Linked DNA regions of Hordeum vulgare: region 1 is linked to region 2. Evidence: chromatin contacts called from public Hi-C data. All regions are on one chromosome and are shown on one strand. Each heading gives the region's core, a stretch centred on a gene start, on an enhancer-like site or on the middle of the called end of the contact. The rest is flanking DNA. Distances are from core to core; before and after follow the strand shown.

Evidence for each region. Hi-C and Micro-C count contacts between places; a contact is called where the count stands out from the background.
Region 1: a Hi-C map of seedling shows a contact between it and region 2, with 2.7 times the contacts expected there. The contact joins the promoter of LOC123430180 here to the enhancer-like site in region 2. A contact is called at or near these places in 3 of 6 Hi-C or Micro-C datasets (leaf and seedling) and 1 of 1 datasets of contacts at active chromatin or transcription factors (embryo).

What each region holds. Positions count from the first base shown.
Region 1 is chr2H:415,757,059-415,760,462 of MorexV3_pseudomolecules_assembly, forward strand. It overlaps LOC123430180 (exocyst complex component EXO70H1-like), which reads right to left and starts at 1,891. Exons shown (of 1, transcript XM_045114073.1): 1 at 1-1,891. The coding sequence starts at 1,818.
Region 2 is chr2H:415,591,243-415,594,915 of MorexV3_pseudomolecules_assembly, forward strand. No RefSeq gene overlaps it. Among protein-coding and RNA genes, the nearest start is that of LOC123430179, 60 kb to the left of the region's middle. Within about 2 kb of position 1,364, at least 2 of the 3 cell types and tissues checked have open chromatin away from gene starts, as enhancers often do. A contact at or near this core is called in seedling, where this site is marked.

The DNA of each region.
Region 1 (3,404 bases), core at 641-3,140, 170 kb after region 2:
TTTGAATTCGACTGGAACCTCTTGCTGTTGCTGTTGCTGCTGCTGCTGTGACGACCGCCGGCGACCAGCTGCGGCAACGCTGCCGTCACCTGCTCCCGCATCGCGCCCGCCGAACAGCCCGTCTATCATGGCGATCAGGTCCCCCGGCGTCAGTCTGGCCACAGCGCCCTGCCGTCGGTAGAAGAGCCTGTACATGGGCACCACGGCCTCCTTGGCCGCTGCTCTCAGCACCTCCCCCATCTCCTCGTCTGCCGCCACCCACCTCTCTTGCATCGCCACCATGTCCACCACCGCTTCCTCCACCGCACCACCGCGAAGCACCTTGCTCCCCCACGCCGCGCGCACGTACACGTCAACGTACCCGCGCGCCTTGGCCCTCTGCGCCTCCGCCCACTCCTCCCCGAGGATCTGCTCCAGCTTCGTGCCGCCGCCCACCTTCTTGGCCACGTAGTGCGTGTTGTTCGCCAGGAATAGGTAGCTCAGCGCCGGTTCCCGGTAGCTCCCGGCCTTGGCTTCAAGCTTCCGTAGCAGCACATGCACGAGCCAACCGATCGGGTTCGACCACACGCTCAACGCCGGCGAGGACGACGACGACGACGAGAGATCCGACGACGAGCGCATGCTGCCAGAGGCGAGGGATGACGTATCCGTCAACTGGTCTGCTCCTACTCCTACTCCTACTCCTTGTTGGTAGAAGTATATGTGAGCCAGCGCGTTCTCGTAGTCGGCGAGGAAGGTGAGGTAGTTCATCACGTAGCGGGTGAGCGGGTGCACTGCGCCGCCGGGCACCGTGCCCTTGGACGGCTCTTTCTCGATGGCTGCCTCGAAGCTGGCCACCATGCTCCGGACCGCCTCGCTAACCTTGGTCGTCACGAGGGTGACGGCGCGGGAAGTGACCTCCGACTTCTCCCCGAACGCGGAGACGATGGCCGGGAGCATGGTGTCGGTGAGCGCGTCGTGGACGTCGAGCACGCGGAACAGCCGCTCCGGCGCGCGCCGTGCCCGCCCGACGGCGGCCTCGGCGACCGCTAGGATGTTGGTGGCATGATCGTCCGCGATGGCTCCGAACACCGCGTCGCCGACGGCCTCGTTGTCGGCGACGAAGACGCGGTCGCAGAGCTCCCGCTCCGCGGAGAAGACGGACGTGAAGGCGACGCGCGCGCCGGCGATCCAGGACTGTATCTTGGCGTCGACCTGCTCCCAGGAGAGCTTATGGACCTGCGCGTGCTGCAGAGACAGCGAGAAGCCGTGCAGGCGCTGCAGGTTGGCGGTCACCGCCGCGCGTCGGCGCGCCTTGAAGATGGATACGCACTCCTTGCCGTACCCGGCGGCAATCATGGCGTCGGCGACCACGCGAAGGTGAGCACAGGTGTCTAGCAGGCTTTGGTCATCGTCTTGCTCTTGCTCGTCTTCATCTTCATCTTCACCATCATCATCATCATCGTCATCCTGGCGGAAGCGGAGGACGGCGGGGAGGGAGGTGAGGAGTTCCTGGAGCTCGCGCTGGAGCCTCCGCATGGCCGTGTCGAGAAGCTCCTGCGCGCGAATGAGGCCATGGCCTCCGGCGTGGAGGGCGTCGGCGTTGGTGGCGGCGCCAGAGGCGTAGAAGAGCATGGCGCGGTGGAGGTCCTTGGCAGCGCGCAGGAAGGCGTCGACCTCGTCCGGGGTGGAGTCGAGGAAGAGCGAGCTGCCAAAGGAGTCCTCATCCGGATGCCACTTCTCGAGAAGGATGGCGGCGGCCGCCACGGTGTCGTCCACCACGGTGGCCGGGAGCGTGCGGCGGGGGGGCAGGGGGCTCCGGCTGCCGGCGCGCGTCATCGTTGCGTGCCGCTTGATTGGCTGAGCGGTGCCTTGGTTTGCAAGGAGGGAGGGAGGGAGGCAAGGCGGAGTTTGTTAAGAGGATGCGACGGGCGGCAGGGGGTACTTATAGACCAGTGGACGACTCGGCGTTCTCCCATCGGAAATGTCGGTCAAACGTGACACCTCGCCAGCTCGCGTGCGTCAGCCCGCCTCACCAGGATAGGATGGAGACACGCCCAAGTTGCACTCGAATAGAAGTATAGTATGGCACGCGGGGAAACAGCGTGACGAAATGTAGTACCACTCCAATTAGGACTATTAGCAAATTTGGAGCTAATCCAGAGCTTGGACTGCAGCGTAAGCTGGTCTCTCCCCCGCCCAAATACACTTTTGTTGCCGTCGCTGCACGGCATTTACAAGAGAGCAACCGCGTAGATCGCATCGCACAGCCTCCTCGAAGCTGCTTCGAACCTTCCAAGGCGTAAATACACCCCCACGCCCTCAAGAGACAAATTTGCCTCTCAGCTGAGCCTTACGTTTTGTCTCCATGCTTGCCATAAAATTAGTTTATACCTGTAAGGGGACGTTTGGTTTGTCGCCTCTCAGGACTCAAATGGATCCCACTGCCAAGTAAATGGTGATTATTATTTTCAAGAAAAAAGACCAACAATTACTTTGTTGCTTAGATGCCAAGTAAATTGCTTTTCGATGTTGACACGAGGAGAAGAAGCACGTCTTGCCCGTGAGCCATTGATGCTCAATGTGGGCCTGGGTGCCCTAAGCGGTTCACACATATTAGGACCTAGGTTTGACCGTCTCATCCATATTTTGTTACTAGTATTTGTTCAAACTCAAATCTTCAAATACGATGAAGCGTGTATTTTACAACGGAGAGAGTAGTCGTTTTATGAAGGGTGTACAACATAACTCGAATATTGCACTCATTTATTTGAACTTGGAACTCATGGAATTATGATTCTCTAGAATTACCAAATTCAAAAAAGAAAAGGTTTTGCTAATTTAGTTGCAGGAGATTTTCCTATCGGATCCACCGCAGGCTATAGAGGTGTTTCCTCCCCGCCCGAGTCATTCAGCTTGAAAGTCCACGGGGGCGATCCCATCTAGCCGTTGGAGGAGCCTCGATCTATTATGTCCCTTTCCGTTGATGTATGAGACTAGCGCTAGGCAAGCCCGAGAAGCTGCCAGGGACTGTGGCGGCGGGCCGTGTGTTGCTCCTTGGTGGCGGAGGGCCATGGATCCTGAGCAAGCTCGAGACATGGCAAGAGACTGTGGTGGCGGGGCATGTGCTGCTCCTTGGTGGCGGAGGGCCATGGATCTCGGGCAAGCCCGAAGTGGCCAACGCTTCGGTCAGCGTGGCGGCGGACCGCATCGGTCGGATCTACAGCAATGGCATCGGGTGGCGGCGGCCAGCTTCGGCAAGCAGGCGGCGGCGTACGGTGAGATGTCCATCGATGGCAGCTAGGGGCACCTGATCTGGGTCCAGATGGGCATTGGCACGCCACACATGTTGATGTCATGTATCTTTCCTATTGCATCAATGGCATACAGCTCCTGGGTTTGACCGGCAACACGAGGACGTCGGG
Region 2 (3,673 bases), core at 114-2,613:
AATGTGCTCTTAGACAGTAAATTTGATACAAGAGCTTCCAGCAATCTGTTACTCACCTCTGCCGTTGGAGGTTGCATCCAGCCACCATCGCAACTATGCCGAGCCAGCAAGCTGCCTCCAGCGACGTTGCTCCGAGCATCCGGGCGGCTGGCGCCCCCCCCCCCCCCCTCTCTCCTTGTGCCTCTCATCCTCCTCTCAGATTTGAGCCAGAAGAAGCAGCGTCCACGCACTCTGCCATTGGAGGTTGCATCCAGCCACCATCCCAACTATGCCGAGCCAGCAAGCTGCCTCCCGCGGCGTTGCTCCGAGCAGCCGGGCGGCTGGCGCCCCACCCTCTCTCCTTGTGCCTCTCCTCCTCCCAGATTTGAGCCATGATTTGAGCCAGAAGAAGCAGCGTCCAAGCAGCTGGCAAAGTAGCAACAGGAATAGGCGGAAGAAGCTAGAACACTCGATCCAATTCTGTGTGGAGGGGATAACCGGATAAGATATAAACTCATTTAAAAAAAATGTTACTATAGAGGAGGGGCCTACCAAGACAGAAGCGGTGTTCTGATTCAAGAACCAGCCTCGGCCCAAACCCAAACCACACTGCATGCGGAGCAATTTTCGCTACGTTGCCACGCCGGATCGGACGAGGATCGTACGCATTTTGTCGTACGTATAGCAGCGCCGATAATATATCATACAAGTTCTTTAATGAAGTATATGTTAACCGTATGTAAAATAACTAAGCGGGTCCACTAAATGTTGAAAAAATGACCATGTTTGTCTCGGAGCTTGTGCCAGAACCGTTACTTCAAGTTCATACGATTTCATTCTTTTTTTTTCTTATGCGCCATGTCATCAAATTCGTCTATATGACAATTTACCAATGATGATCATAGGATTATTGGAGATGTCCTAAGAACAAGTATAGTAGTACCTAGACAGCCGGCTACAAGCTCTTCCACGTCAGAGAAAGTCTAGCTGGAGGGGAGAGAAAGCAAGAGAGAGAAGGGAGCCGGCGCTTCAATTGTCGCCCGGCTACAACACAATACCCAAGAGAAAAGAACTGCATGCAATGGTTGAAGGCTGTCGCGGCTCCCTCCTCTCCAACAGTTGTGTTTTTATCTCTTCCATACATGTAAACATTAACTGCTATAGCCAATGCTTGCAGCCAGCTTTACTATATGAGATTTGTTTTACGGAGACTACAAGTGACATGGCAATGGCATAAAGCCGGTAGTCGGGTCTACTATTAACCATGCTTTAATGGACTGTGACTATACTACTAGGTGGGGCAGCGCCTCAGCCATATGGATGCCATTCGCGCTGTGTCTATCACTGACTATAGGAGTGCTGTGCATTATCGCTGCCGTCGAGGCTACGTAGCACGTTGCTCAGTACGTGTCCTGCATGCACTTGTACTACTAGGTGGGGCAGCCTAGCTAGCTACAGTCATCTTGTACTACTAGGTATAAATGAAACTGACCAGTGAAGGAGTAGATTGCGGAAGAAAGACCGAACTATATCGGACGTAACGTCGTACGTGAAGCAATTTCGATATATTATTAACAGCTGACGTGGATACTTATAGATGCTTAACGTTGCTGCTGCATATAAAGACCTAGCAGTGATTTTGTCCTAAAAGCAGAGGCGTGGCGCAAAGAAAAAATAAATCATCAGTGATAGCCTGCAGCGCCGCTGTCTTTCACATGGAAATGGCAGTCCATTTTTTTAACACAATACAATCAAAATCGCTCATATACATGAATGTATACTCGTCTATATAAACGCAAACACGCATACTCTACCTTTATGAACATCTTTGAAAGAATAAGCTGATATATAATCTTAAGATTGACGAAGTCGCCACTAACGCCTTCGTTTTCGATGAAAACGTCTCCTTTCACTGAAAGCACATCGCCAAAGACCTGAAATAAATCCAAAAAAATGCAAGCACTAACGTCAAGTCTGAGACTTAAACTTTGATGGACAGGAAATACCATAGTCCTCTTAAACATCCAACCATGGATTGGTTTACGAAATGGACAGTCCATCTGCTAGTGCCATCTTCACTTCTTATTTCTATATGCAAAATAGTTCAACGCAAGAAGGAGCGAGCTAAAAAAGATTCGTTTACATTTTTCTCAAGGCTCAAATATCGAAGAACAAGATAGCCACATAGTACTACTACTCTACCTCTAGTACAACAAGTACTTGCACAATATTTTGTTCAATCAGCCCGTACAAGCATCAGCACAGTTCGCGGCAACATCATATGTGTTAGCATCCGTCCATGCCGCACGCTTCCACGAATACACGCGCAAGCCGTCGCTTGACGGTCCGCTCTACATCAACATGTTAGGACAGTGTCCGTTCGTATGAGCCTTCTAATGAAAGCGCGCAAACCGCCATCTCTGCGGACCGGTCTACATCAACACGTTCGGATCGGCCCGCTCGTACGAGCTGCCCAATGAACGCAAGCAACCCGCCATCTCCGTGGTCCGGTCTATATCAACACGTAAGGACCGTGTCCGCCCATACGAGCCGCCCAACATACGTGCGCAAGCCGCCGCTCCCGCGATCCGGTCTACTCAAATAACACTGGAGCAAAAAAGAAATATATATCTATTATCAGCCTTCACCGCCGGGTTGTCCAATGGTTAGGCGCATTGGCCCGTTATCCCTGTGGTCCGATTTAATTGAACGTATCAAATGAAATAGAAGAGCTTGTCATGAAGAAAACGTCTTTAAAAGAGCAAAGAGAGCAAGTCGTTGTAGAGACGATAAATTCTAAAACCGACAGTGAAACAAAAAGAAAAAATTGGCCCTAGAAGAGTAAGGAGAGCTGGACCAAGAGAGAATAACAAGAAATGGGTCAAGAGGCTTATGAACACAATTTGGGCAAAAATAGCTTTATTGAACTACATATGCTGAGGACATACAATGAGCATCGCGAAGATCCTCAACTCGCCACATCGCCTCTCCCTTAAATTAATTTCATCTTTCAGCGGTCAACTCTACGCCGGCTTATGCTACATCCAAATATGCAGAATTTCAAGCCGACTACTCGAGTGGACTTAGATTTGGAGGCTATGCTCACATGACTCTGGCAGATTTGGCCGGTTTAAACAAATACAAGAAACCCTGGTCATTGCAAGGAAGACAACCCGATCCCGGGGCCTGTTGCCTTCTTTGGCAAATAACTAAAAGGTTTCCCAAGAAGACTTTGTCGACGTTGTGGGAACGGGGGTACCCAGACCATCCTGCCTACGGCCCGGGGCTGGCTCACTTCATCAACACAAGATCAACAAGGAGCAACACCACCCTGAACAAGGCCCTCACGAGGGGCCAAGCCTCGCGAGGAAGAACGACATGAAGACCCACAGGACATTTCAAGGCAAGACCGGGCCTCAAGAGTCAAGGATGACGCCATGGAAGGACAGACGAGCAACAGATGGCAGAAGGGGCAGTTTCCCCTTTGGTGCAAAAGAGGAAGGAACGTATTAGGGTTCCAAAGGCATCTTCCAAAGGTTTCCCTTCCGGTGCAACAAGACCATGGCCGCCCGCCGGCAGGACGAGCGTCATCCCTGCTCCCACCTCTGCGGCGCTGGTAGTTGCTTTGCAGGCGAAGACCACTTTTGGGAGGGGAGGCATGTTCCCTTGTCTCCCACCGAAACTGGCCGTTGTG